2 separate regions of the Oryctolagus cuniculus genome follow, and region 1 is linked to region 2. The links are chromatin contacts, called in public Hi-C maps. All regions are on one chromosome and are shown on one strand. Each heading gives the region's core, a stretch centred on a gene start, on an enhancer-like site or on the middle of the called end of the contact. The rest is flanking DNA. Distances are from core to core; before and after follow the strand shown.

Evidence for each region. A called contact is a pair of places that touch in the nucleus more often than the background predicts.
Region 1: a Hi-C map of an unstated tissue shows a contact between it and region 2, with 2.6 times the contacts expected there. The contact joins two enhancer-like sites. A contact is called at or near these places in 3 of 6 Hi-C or Micro-C datasets (ear pinna, psoas muscle and an unstated tissue).

What each region holds. Positions count from the first base shown.
Region 1 is chr8:25,304,785-25,310,067 of mOryCun1.1, forward strand. All of the region lies in intron 1 of LOC127483149 (a long non-coding RNA gene), which reads left to right. Among named protein-coding and RNA genes, the nearest start is that of RAB33B, 10 kb to the left of the region's middle. Within about 2 kb of position 2,562, at least 2 of the 8 cell types and tissues checked have an H3K27ac peak or open chromatin away from gene starts, as enhancers often do.
Region 2 is chr8:25,116,907-25,121,749 of mOryCun1.1, forward strand. No RefSeq gene overlaps it. Among named protein-coding and RNA genes, the nearest start is that of MGST2, 11 kb to the left of the region's middle. Within about 2 kb of position 1,800, at least 1 of the 8 cell types and tissues checked has an H3K27ac peak or open chromatin away from gene starts, as enhancers often do.

The DNA.
Region 1 (5,283 bases), core at 1,312-3,811, 190 kb after region 2:
CCACGTGATGATCTCAGTAGATGCAGAGAAAGCACTTGATTAGATTCAGCAGCCTTTTAAAAAGAAATCAACAAATTGGATATAGAAGGAACATACTTCAAAATTATAAAGGCTATATACAAACAAAAGCCAGCATCATACTGAATGGGGAAAAGGTGAAAGCATTTCCCCTCAGATCTGGAATGAGACAAGGATGTCCACTTTCACCACACTTATTCAGTAGAGTATTAGAGGTATTAATGAGTAATTAGGGAGGGGAAAGGAAAAACAGGATATCAAAACTGGAAAGGAGAAGCAGAAAATATCGGGGCCAGTGCTGTGGCACAGCCTGTTAAAGCCTTGGCCTGAAGCACTGGCATCCCATATGGGCTCCAGTTCTAGTCCCAGCTGCTCCTCTTCCAGTCCAGCTCTCTGCTATGGCCTGAGAAAGCAGAAGATGGCCCAAGTTCTTGGGCCCCTACACCCACGTGGGAGTCCCAGAAGAGGCTCCTGACTCCTTGCTCCTGGCTTCGGATCATTGCAGCTCTGGCTGTAGCAACCATCTGGGGAGTGAACCAGCAGATGGAAGACCTCTTTCTCTCTCTCTACCTCTCTATAACTCTGTCTTTCAAATAAATAAAAATAAAATCTTTTTTAAAAAAAGAAACAAGATATCCATGTTTGCTGATGACATGATGTTGTACATGAAAAATCTAAACACTCCACCAAAAAGCTGTTGGTACTGATAAACCAATTAGTAATGTCGCAAGATACTGAGTTAACATACAAAAGCTGTAACATTTTCATATACCAATAGTGATCTCACAGGAAAAGAAATCTCATTCACAATCACTGAAAAAAAAAAAAAAACAAATATTTAGGAATATATTTAAGCAAAGAAATGAAAGATCTCTACAATGAACTTTATAAAACAGATGAAATCAAATCATCAAAGACACAAAAAATTAAAAGATATTCCTTGCTCATGGATTAGAAGAATTAATATTGTTGAAATGTCCCCACTACCTAAAGCAATCCTTATCAAAATTCCAATTATATTATTTAAAGTATAAGAAAAAAAATCTTAAAATTCATATGGAACCACACACACAAAAAAAATTCAAAAATAGCTAAAGTGATCCTGGACAAAACAACAGATAAATTCAAGCTGGGGTTGCAAGGTGTCCGGTGCATAACAAATCTTCCCAAGCAGGTGAATCAATTAATTCACAAGCTTTTATTTGGATTCTGCCCCCCCCCCGGGTGAGGTTCCCCGGTCCCAACAGAGTGCATCAGAGGTAGGGAGAGCTCCTTTTATAGATACAGGGCGTGGGGGTTAAAGGTTGAGGCAAGTCTGATCCTCATTGGTTGACCTTTAGGCACCCGTGGGGACCTTGACAAGGACTTTTCTTCCCCAGAAGTGCAGGTAGGGACTCTCCATTCCCGGAAATACAGGCCTTCTCTCCTTGCAGATTCCAAAGCTACCAGGGGTATCACAATACCTGATTTCCAAGTATACTACAAAACTACAGCATTTAAATAAGTCAAAAAATAATAATAATGATAAAGGGCCAGCACTGTAGTGACATACATTAAGCCTCCTCCTGCAGTGGCGTCATCCCATATGGGCTCAAGTCCGAGTCCCAGCTTCTCCACTTTTGATCCGGCTCCATGCTAATAGTCTGAGAAAGCAGTGGAACATGGCCCAAGTGCTTGGGTCCCTGTACCCACATGGGAGACCTTGCAGAAGCTCCTGGCACCTGGTTTTGGATCAGCCCAGCTACTGCCATTGTGGCCTTTTGGAGAGTTAACCAGGGGATGGAAGACACTTTCTCTCTCACTCTCTCTCTCTGCATCAGTCCTAAGTCCTTGGGCTCCTGCACCCACGTGGGAGAACCGGAAGAAGCTTTGCCTCCTGGCTTCAGACTGGCCCAGCCACAGCCATTGCAGCCATTTGGGAATTGTACCAGCAGAGGGGAGGTATTCTCTCTTGTCTCTCCTCTATATCTCTGCCTATCAAATAAATAAATCATTTTTAAATGAGAGAAAAATGCATTTTCAACATATATATTAATAAATACATTAACAAAAAAAGTGCTCCAAGTATTATAGGAATATCAAGTAAGAATCAGCCACTACCCTTAACCCTGAGATAGAACCCTTCCTTCACCCCAGACCTAGGCTGAGATCTACAGATTGACAGACAAGTCCACGTCTCATTGAATGGAAGGGAAGTTGCTGTGGTGCTATGCCAGTGAAACATGCTGGAAATCCACCTTGAACTTTAGGCATCAAGGCTTTGCTATGTCACCCTCTTCTGACAGTGCTTAAAATTCTCCCTTTGGGTGTCAGAGAAAGCTATTTACGGTTAGGTGTTTTGAAAGAGCCACTCTGCTACAAAACAGGGGGATCCAAACAGAAGGGGGTTCTGGAAAAACTACCAACACTGCAGGAGCCTGATTCTGGGGATGGCGCTTTCGCTGCAGGAGCCAGGCCTTAGGAAGCTGCCTACACTGCCACAGTCAAGCAAAGGAAACAAATGTGGGCACTTCACGAGCTGGGTGCTACAGAAGCTGTGTGTGTTGCAAGAGTTGGCCAGGAAAGCAAGCAAGAATCAGGAAGGAAAAGTTTCTAGCACCCTCTACTGTCATAGCTTAACATTATGCCAGCTGGCAAAGGAAAAATATTTGGAGAACCCAGTTCCATTTCTTTTTTACAGAGCAGGCAATGAAGCTGAGAAATAAAACTAGTCTTAATAGCTTAAAGGAGAAAAATCGTAGGTGTCATCATCTCTATAGATGCTGAAAGGCATTTGATAACATTTACTATCCATTTGTTATCTAAAAATCTTTGGCAAACTAGGAATCAAAATATATTTCCTTTGCTAATAGAGTATCAAGCTTTCTCTTCCAAAGTGTGGCTGGTAAGATTCTCTGGGGATCCTCCTCCTGCAATGGCTGTACTTTGCATAAGATATGCTCTAGAAGGTATCGTTGATTCCCAAGAGATCGAGAACGTTCTAAGGAATCCCCACCACTATGAGCTACACATAAACCTGTAAACGAGGATTTTTACAAACAACTTGGAGAACGTATGTCTAGCAGCTGTAATCCAGCTTAGAAGCCATGCATGGGACTTACTCACTGAGAAAAGAGTCTGTGGGAGCTGAAGTGATTTTAAGTCTGTGGTGCTTTCCAGCCTTGAACAGAAATGGGAGGAAATCTAGGGGGAAAAAAAAAACTGCTCATGCCTGCTTGAAACATCATCTTCCTTGAGCTTTTCTAGAACATCAGTCTTGGATTGCTTTTACCCTGTTTCCCAGATTGTTTTCCCCCCACCCCCCTTTAAACTTTGTGTAGCACAGAGCTCTGGACTCTGTTCTTATTCTGCAGTTTGTCTCTTGGCAATCTTACCCATGTTCATAGCTTCAGTTACCACCAAAACCCGCATGCCCAGCCCATATTGCCCAGTACTGAGCTTGCAACTTATGTGACTTAGTGCCTACTTGGTTTCTTGCATTTCCATGAGCACCTCCATAGAAACACAGCACCTTCCTTATCCAAACTTGGTTCTCTTCCAGTGTTACTTATTTTAGTGAATCGTACTGTCGTACAACCCAGCTGTTTAAGTCAATCCACCCATGGCCTGCGCCTCGGCTCACTAGGCTAATCCTCCGCCTTGCGGCACCGACACTCCGGGTTCTAGTCCCGGTCGGGGCGCCAGATTCTGTCCTGGTCGCTCCTCTTCCAGTCTGGCTCTCTGCTGTGGCCCGGGAAGGCAGTGGAGGATGGCCCAAGTGCTTGGGTCCCTGCACCTGCATGGGAGACCAGGAGGAAGCACCTGGCTCCTGGCTTCAGATCGGCGCAGCGTGCCGGCCATAGCGGTCATTTGGGGGGTGAACCAATGGAAGGAAGACCTTTCTCTCTCTCTCTCCCTCTTTCTCTCTCTCTCTCTCTAACTCTGCCTGTCAAAAAAAAAAAAAAAGTCAACCCACCCAGTCCCTGTGAATGCGACCTTATTCAGAAATAGTGCCTTTGCAGATGTAATTTAAGGTCTTGAGATGAGATTACCCTATATTAGGGTGGGCCCTAAATCCACTGACTGGTACCCTTACACAAGAAAGGAGAGATAAAAGATGCAGGGAAGAAGATCCCTATGAAAATGAAAGAAAAGGTTGCGGTTAGGCTGCCGCACAGGAAACACCAAGAATTGCCAGACCTGCTAACACCTTGATTTCAGGCTCCTGGTCTCCAGGACTGTGAGAGAATAAATTTCTATTGTGCTAAGTTACCAAATTTGTGATAATATGTTATGGTAGTCCTAGGAAATGAGTACATCTACCTTCTAAATATCTCTGAAATCATCTGTTTCTCATCACTGCCTGCCTTGTCTCCTTGCTGCTAGTTTCAGCCCATCATTTTATTTTATTCTATTTTAATTTTATTTCAGAGGCAGAGAAACGGAACTCCAGTGCCCAAATGCTTGTAGTGGCTGAGGCCAGGCTGAAAGCAGGAGCTGGGAACTCAGTTCACATCTCTCATGAGGATGGCAGGAACCAATTATTTGAGCCTATTACTGCTGCCTGCTAGAGTGTGCATTACTGGGAAGCTGGAGTCACAACATAGCCAGGGATCCACCCTAGGCCCTCCAATAGGAGATGCAGGCATCCTAACAACTATGCCTAGTGCCCATTCCCATCTTTTAAAAATACGTGAAATTAAAAAAAAAAAAAAAAAGGCCGGCACCGTGGCTCACTTGGCTAATCCTCCGCCTGTGGCACCGGCACCCTGGGTTCTTGTCCCTGTTGGGGTGCCAGGTACTAGTCCCGGTTGCTCCTCTTCCAGTCCAGCTCTCTGCTGTGGCCTGGGAGGGCAGCGGAGGATGGCCCAAGTGCTTGGGTCCCTGCACCCGCATGGGAGACTGGGAGGAAGCACCTGGCTCCTGGCCTCCTGGCTTCAGGTCAGCTCAGTGCACCGGCCATGGCAGCCATTTGGCGGGTGAACCAACAGAAGGAAGACCGTTCTCCCTGTCTCTCACTGTCTATAACTCTCTCTCTCTATCTCTCTCTCACTGTCTAACTCTGCCTGTCAAAAAAAAAAAAAAAAAAAAAAAAAAAAAAACGTGAAATTCACAATTCACTCCACTACTTGAAATCTGTCTGCCAGGGACTTCAGGATTAAGTCTAAATCCCTAGTATCATGCTTTATACAGATTTATAATTTGGCTTCTGCTTGCTTATATAGCACTATTTCTAACCACTTTTCCCACTCAACTTCAGTTCTATGTTCTAGGAATAATAGAAGT
Region 2 (4,843 bases), core at 550-3,049:
GGGTGCCGGTTCGAGTCTCAGCTGCCCCACTTCCACTTCAACTCTCTACCTGTGGCCTCAGAAAGCAGCGGAAGATGGCCCAAGTGCTTGGGCCCTTGCACCCACATGGGAGACCCAAAAGAAGCTCCTGGCTCCTGGCTTCAAATCAGCTTAGCTCTGGCCATTGCGGCCATCTGGGGAGTGAACCAGCAGAGGGAAGACCTCTCTCTCTGTCTCTCCCTGTCTCTGACAGCGTGAGCTGTCAGACCCAAGTGAAGACAGGTTCTAAGGAGCTTAGCCACTGGGTCATGCCCAGCCATTAAGTCTCCCAGCTGAGGCCTCAGACAAGTCGGTCCTGCTGGGCTGCACTGACTCACTTGGCCCACAAGGTAGATGATTGATTCAAATCCCTACATTTCAGGTTGGGTGCCATGGTGTGGCAGGTTAAGCTTATGGCGGCAATGCCCGTATCCCATATGGGCTCAAGTTCATGTCCCGCTGCTCCACTTGCAATCCAGCACCCACATGGGAGACCAGGACGGAGTTCCAGGCTCCTGGCTTTGGCCTGCTTCAGACCTGGCTGTTGTGGCCATTTAGGGGAGTGAACCAGTGAGTGGAAGTTTTCTCTCCTCTAAGTGTGTTGGGGGTGGGAGAGGGAGGTGGCTAAAGTGGTTGGATCTCAGCCACCCACATGGGAGACCTGGACTGGGCACTTGGCTCCTGGCTTCAGCATTGTGATTTAGGGGGTTAAGCCACCACCTGTGATGCTGGCATCCTACTTGTGTGCCGGTTCAAGTCCCGGCTGCTCCACTTCTGATCCAGCTCCCTGCTAATGACCTGGGAAAAGCAGCAGAAGATGGTCCAAAGTTTGAGTTCCTACTACCCATGCGGGAGACCTGGATGAAGCTCCTGGCTCCTGGCTCCTGGCTCCTGGCTCCTGGCTTCAGGCTGATGCAACCTTGGCCATCTGGGGGATGAACCAGTGGATAGAAGATGTCTCTCTCTCTCTCTCTCTCTCTCTCTCTCTTTCAACTAAATAAATATTTTAATTAGCCATGTAAAATCATCGTGTGCACCTGCAGGCTTAATGGGAGACCATCAGCTCCAGCTCAGATGGTAAGAGCTTCTCTCTCACCCAACATAGCAGCTCAGACCCTCCTATGACACAAAAAGTCAAGGGCAGGCTCCAGGCCCTGGTTCTCATCTCAGCAAAAGCCTGAATCAAGGGCAGGGCCTCGGGGGGGGGGGGGGGGTCTCCCAGTCCCAGCTGGGACTCTCACGACCCACACCCACTTGTTCCCCAACACACACGTCCCTCCAGCACCCCCACCCACACGACCTAATTTCAAAAACCCAAAGCCTAGAGCAGAAGCAACTTTTGATCCTTTACAAAATTATGTCAGGGGAAAGAAATCTGTACAAGAAAAAATAAAGAAGGGAAGGAGGGTTGACTCAGTTACCGGGACGCCACATTTCGGATACTGTTTGTGTTAGTGACCTGTTTCTCACACGAAGAGACGGGCACAAAGAGATGGACTTGCCCAAGATTGTGCAGCCAATAATCTGCAGAGCCGGAGTCCACTTGGAACACAGCACAGCGCTCTTCTCACTACTGCTTGCCTCCCAAGAGTCTGCATCCGTTTCCCTGTGACTCTGCAGAACGGAAGGTCGTTCTGTTTGGGGCAGACCCCTGTACCTCCTCCTGAGCGCCACCAGGTGGCGCAGTGAGAGGCCAAAACGCGGCTGCTTTTTTATCAACGCGCTTGGCCAGACAGACAAGCGCGGGGGAGAGCAGCTGCCAGCAGAATGTCAAAACAGAGTTCTATTTAGGAACGCGAAGCCTTCTGCCTGCCCCTGTCTCCCACCGGGATCCTTGGATGGCTCTCAGCAGACTATAAATGAATTAGCTGCTTTCTTCCTTCCCCATCCTACTGCTAACCCACATTTCTGATTCTATTTTCTCTCCATCCCTGACACAGGGCACAAGTCCCACCCACATCAGAGGAGAGCGCGTCCTGAAGTGAGAGGGCGGCGGGCGAGCTGGGTGGGGAGAGGACCCAGGCCTGCAATCCCGCTCCAGCGCAGCAACCCAGGGCCGCTGCCCAGACACCTCCCTTCCTGCCCACTTCCGCAACCCCCCTCCACGCGCATCGCGCCAGACCCAGAACACACAGGCACAGGCACACGACACGCAGCTCACACGCTAACCTCCTGTAGCCTGGTCTGCTCCACGTGCCGCAACAAAGTGCCACACACAGGGTGGCTTAAACAGCCTAAATCTGTTTTCTGGCCTTCCCGGAAGCTGCAAGTTCAAGATCCAGGTGCGGGCCATGTGGCTTCCTCTGAGGCCTCACTGCTGGGCCTGTGAAGGCTGCTCACTCTGTGTCCCCCCAGGGCCCTTTCTCTGTGCTCCCCTGGAATCTCTCCACGGGCTCTGCCTCTTTCTGACTTGGGCCACAACCCAGCCTAACGGCCATAGCTATACTCCACCACTTCTTTTTTTTTTTTTTTTTTTTTTATGTGTTAAGCTTTTATTCCGTGAGAAAGATGCATTGGAAAGAGCGCTATCTAGAAGAGATATAAATCTGGATTCATACTGAGCACCAGGAGCCAGCCACATGGAGGAGTGTGCAGGCCAGGAAGCATGGAGCAGGTGGCCCAAAGGCCACGCACCCTGGAGGCGCAGGGGCAGCAAACGCCCGTGATGGCAAAAAGCCAAGGAAGAGAAAAAGGACCGGACACACTGTGTCCCAGGCTTTTAATCCACTTCCAAGGGGGCATGGTCAATTAACCTGCTTAGCCAGTGGGTACTCAGGTGTGGCCAGGTAGGGGCATGCGGTCACACAGGGGCGTGGTGAAGGCGTGGTCTTCCAGCTCACAAACCTGATCAATTTTATCCTGTATGCCTGCCTACATCATTCCCCCCAGAGACTCCATTCCATTAATCCTAGGGGATATTGAAGGTCGTAGAATCATCCATTTTCTGTAGCTGCTTCCTGCTTATGAGGGGCGTAGTATGGGCCCTGCCTGTCGAGGATCTGGAAGTCTCTATCTTAGCTAACAAATTCACATTGTGAGCTGGAGCAGTCTAGGTCACTGCCAATGTCCGTGTCCCCTGCATGGTCAGTTACTCCCAGAAGTCGAGTTCTGAAACATATAAGATTGTTAATTAGCAAAGGCAAAACTGGAACAAAACCAATTGTGAGTAGAGTGCCCCTTAAGCTGAAAAGAGCATATCTTACAGACGCCCAGATAGTGGGTGGTGATAGACTACCCTCATGTAGACTATAAACCCATTTAGCTTGAGCATAGAGCATTATAATGGAAGAACCCATTAGGGGTTTTATCATCAATAACAGTTCTCAGAGAGAATCAAGAGAGGCGGGCACAGCATGTCTGCCTGAAGGGGCAGCCGTCTCCACGCGACAAACACAGAAGTTCTACTTATCCTTTTTGCTTTGAAGAGGTACTTAAGGTCTCTGATTGGCTCACAGGAATAGTCAGGCGTGTCTTTTGAGTTCACCTGTGAAGACTTAAGAGGTGGAACTTTAATCCCAATTGCACTGCGATAGCCATGCTCAGTAGCACCTGGTCAGGTCCCTTTCATTTAAGCCGAAACTGATCTGAAGAGGATCTTCCTATGAATGGCTTGCTCAGGAATGCCTAATGTTGGAGTTTTTGTCAAAAACTCCTTAATACTCCACCACCTCTATAAAGATCCTCATATTCGGAGGGACTCAGGGTTAGGGAGGCACTCGGGACTAGGGAGGGACTCTGGGTTGGGGCTCCAACATAGGAATCTGGAGGTGGCACAGGGGACAACTCCACAAGGAGACCCAGTCACGGCCTTTCTGAATTCCTAAGTCACAGGCAGAATTTTGAGCTTAATGAAGACGGTTGGCCCCACCAGGTCCCGGGAGAAATCTATAGGTTCCATCGTGTCTGCACCTGGTGAATTTCATCTGCTGTGTGACACCAAGGGAGAATACGGACGAAACAACACAAGCAGTTGTCAGAGACCCCTCCCAAGGGCCTCACAAGCACCCGCTGATAGACCCAGTTAGGGGTCTCTACCGATGAACTAGCCAGAGCGACCCAATATCTGTGCCTGCACGGAGAGCCCATGTTCCTCATTCTCTCTTTTGAACGTCATCAAGACATTCCTGGAGACCCTCGCTCTCTGGGGTCTTTCCACATGGAAGACGGTGCTGAGGCTCCTACCTACTCTACCTGTAATACTCTGGGCTGCTGTAGAGGTGGCAGAGTTGACCTCAGGTAGAAAGTTTGGGCAGAGACTGCTCAACATGAGAGTGTCCCAGGCCAGGCTACCTGGTGACTCACTGAGAAGAAAGTCATGTAAAATTAGGAGCTGGTGATGTGGTGCTGCCTGCGAGGCCGCCGTCCCGTTTCCCAGCTACTCCACTTCTGATCCAGCTCCCTGCTAATGCGGCTGGGAGGGCACCAAAAGATGGCCCAAGTAGTCGGGCCCTTGCCACCCATGTGGGAGACCTGGATGGAATTCCTGGCTCCTGGCTGTGGCCATTTGGGGAGTGAATCATCAAATAGATGGAAGATCTCTCTCTCTCTCTCTCTCTCTCTCAAATAAATATTTGAAAAAGAAAGTCACAGGGCTGGCACTTACCATTTAGCAGCAAGCTAAATCAGTAAATAGTCCACTTTGTATCTCACAGAAGCAACTGGACTCTCTTGGAAGACACAACCCTTGCACTTGCCTGCAGTGCCAGCATCCCATTTGGGTGCTGGTTCAAGTCCTGGCTGCTCCAATTCTGATCGAGCTCCCTGCTGATGGCCTAGGAAATCAGTGGAAGATGCCCCAGGTGCTTGGCCCCCTGCCCCCTGTGGG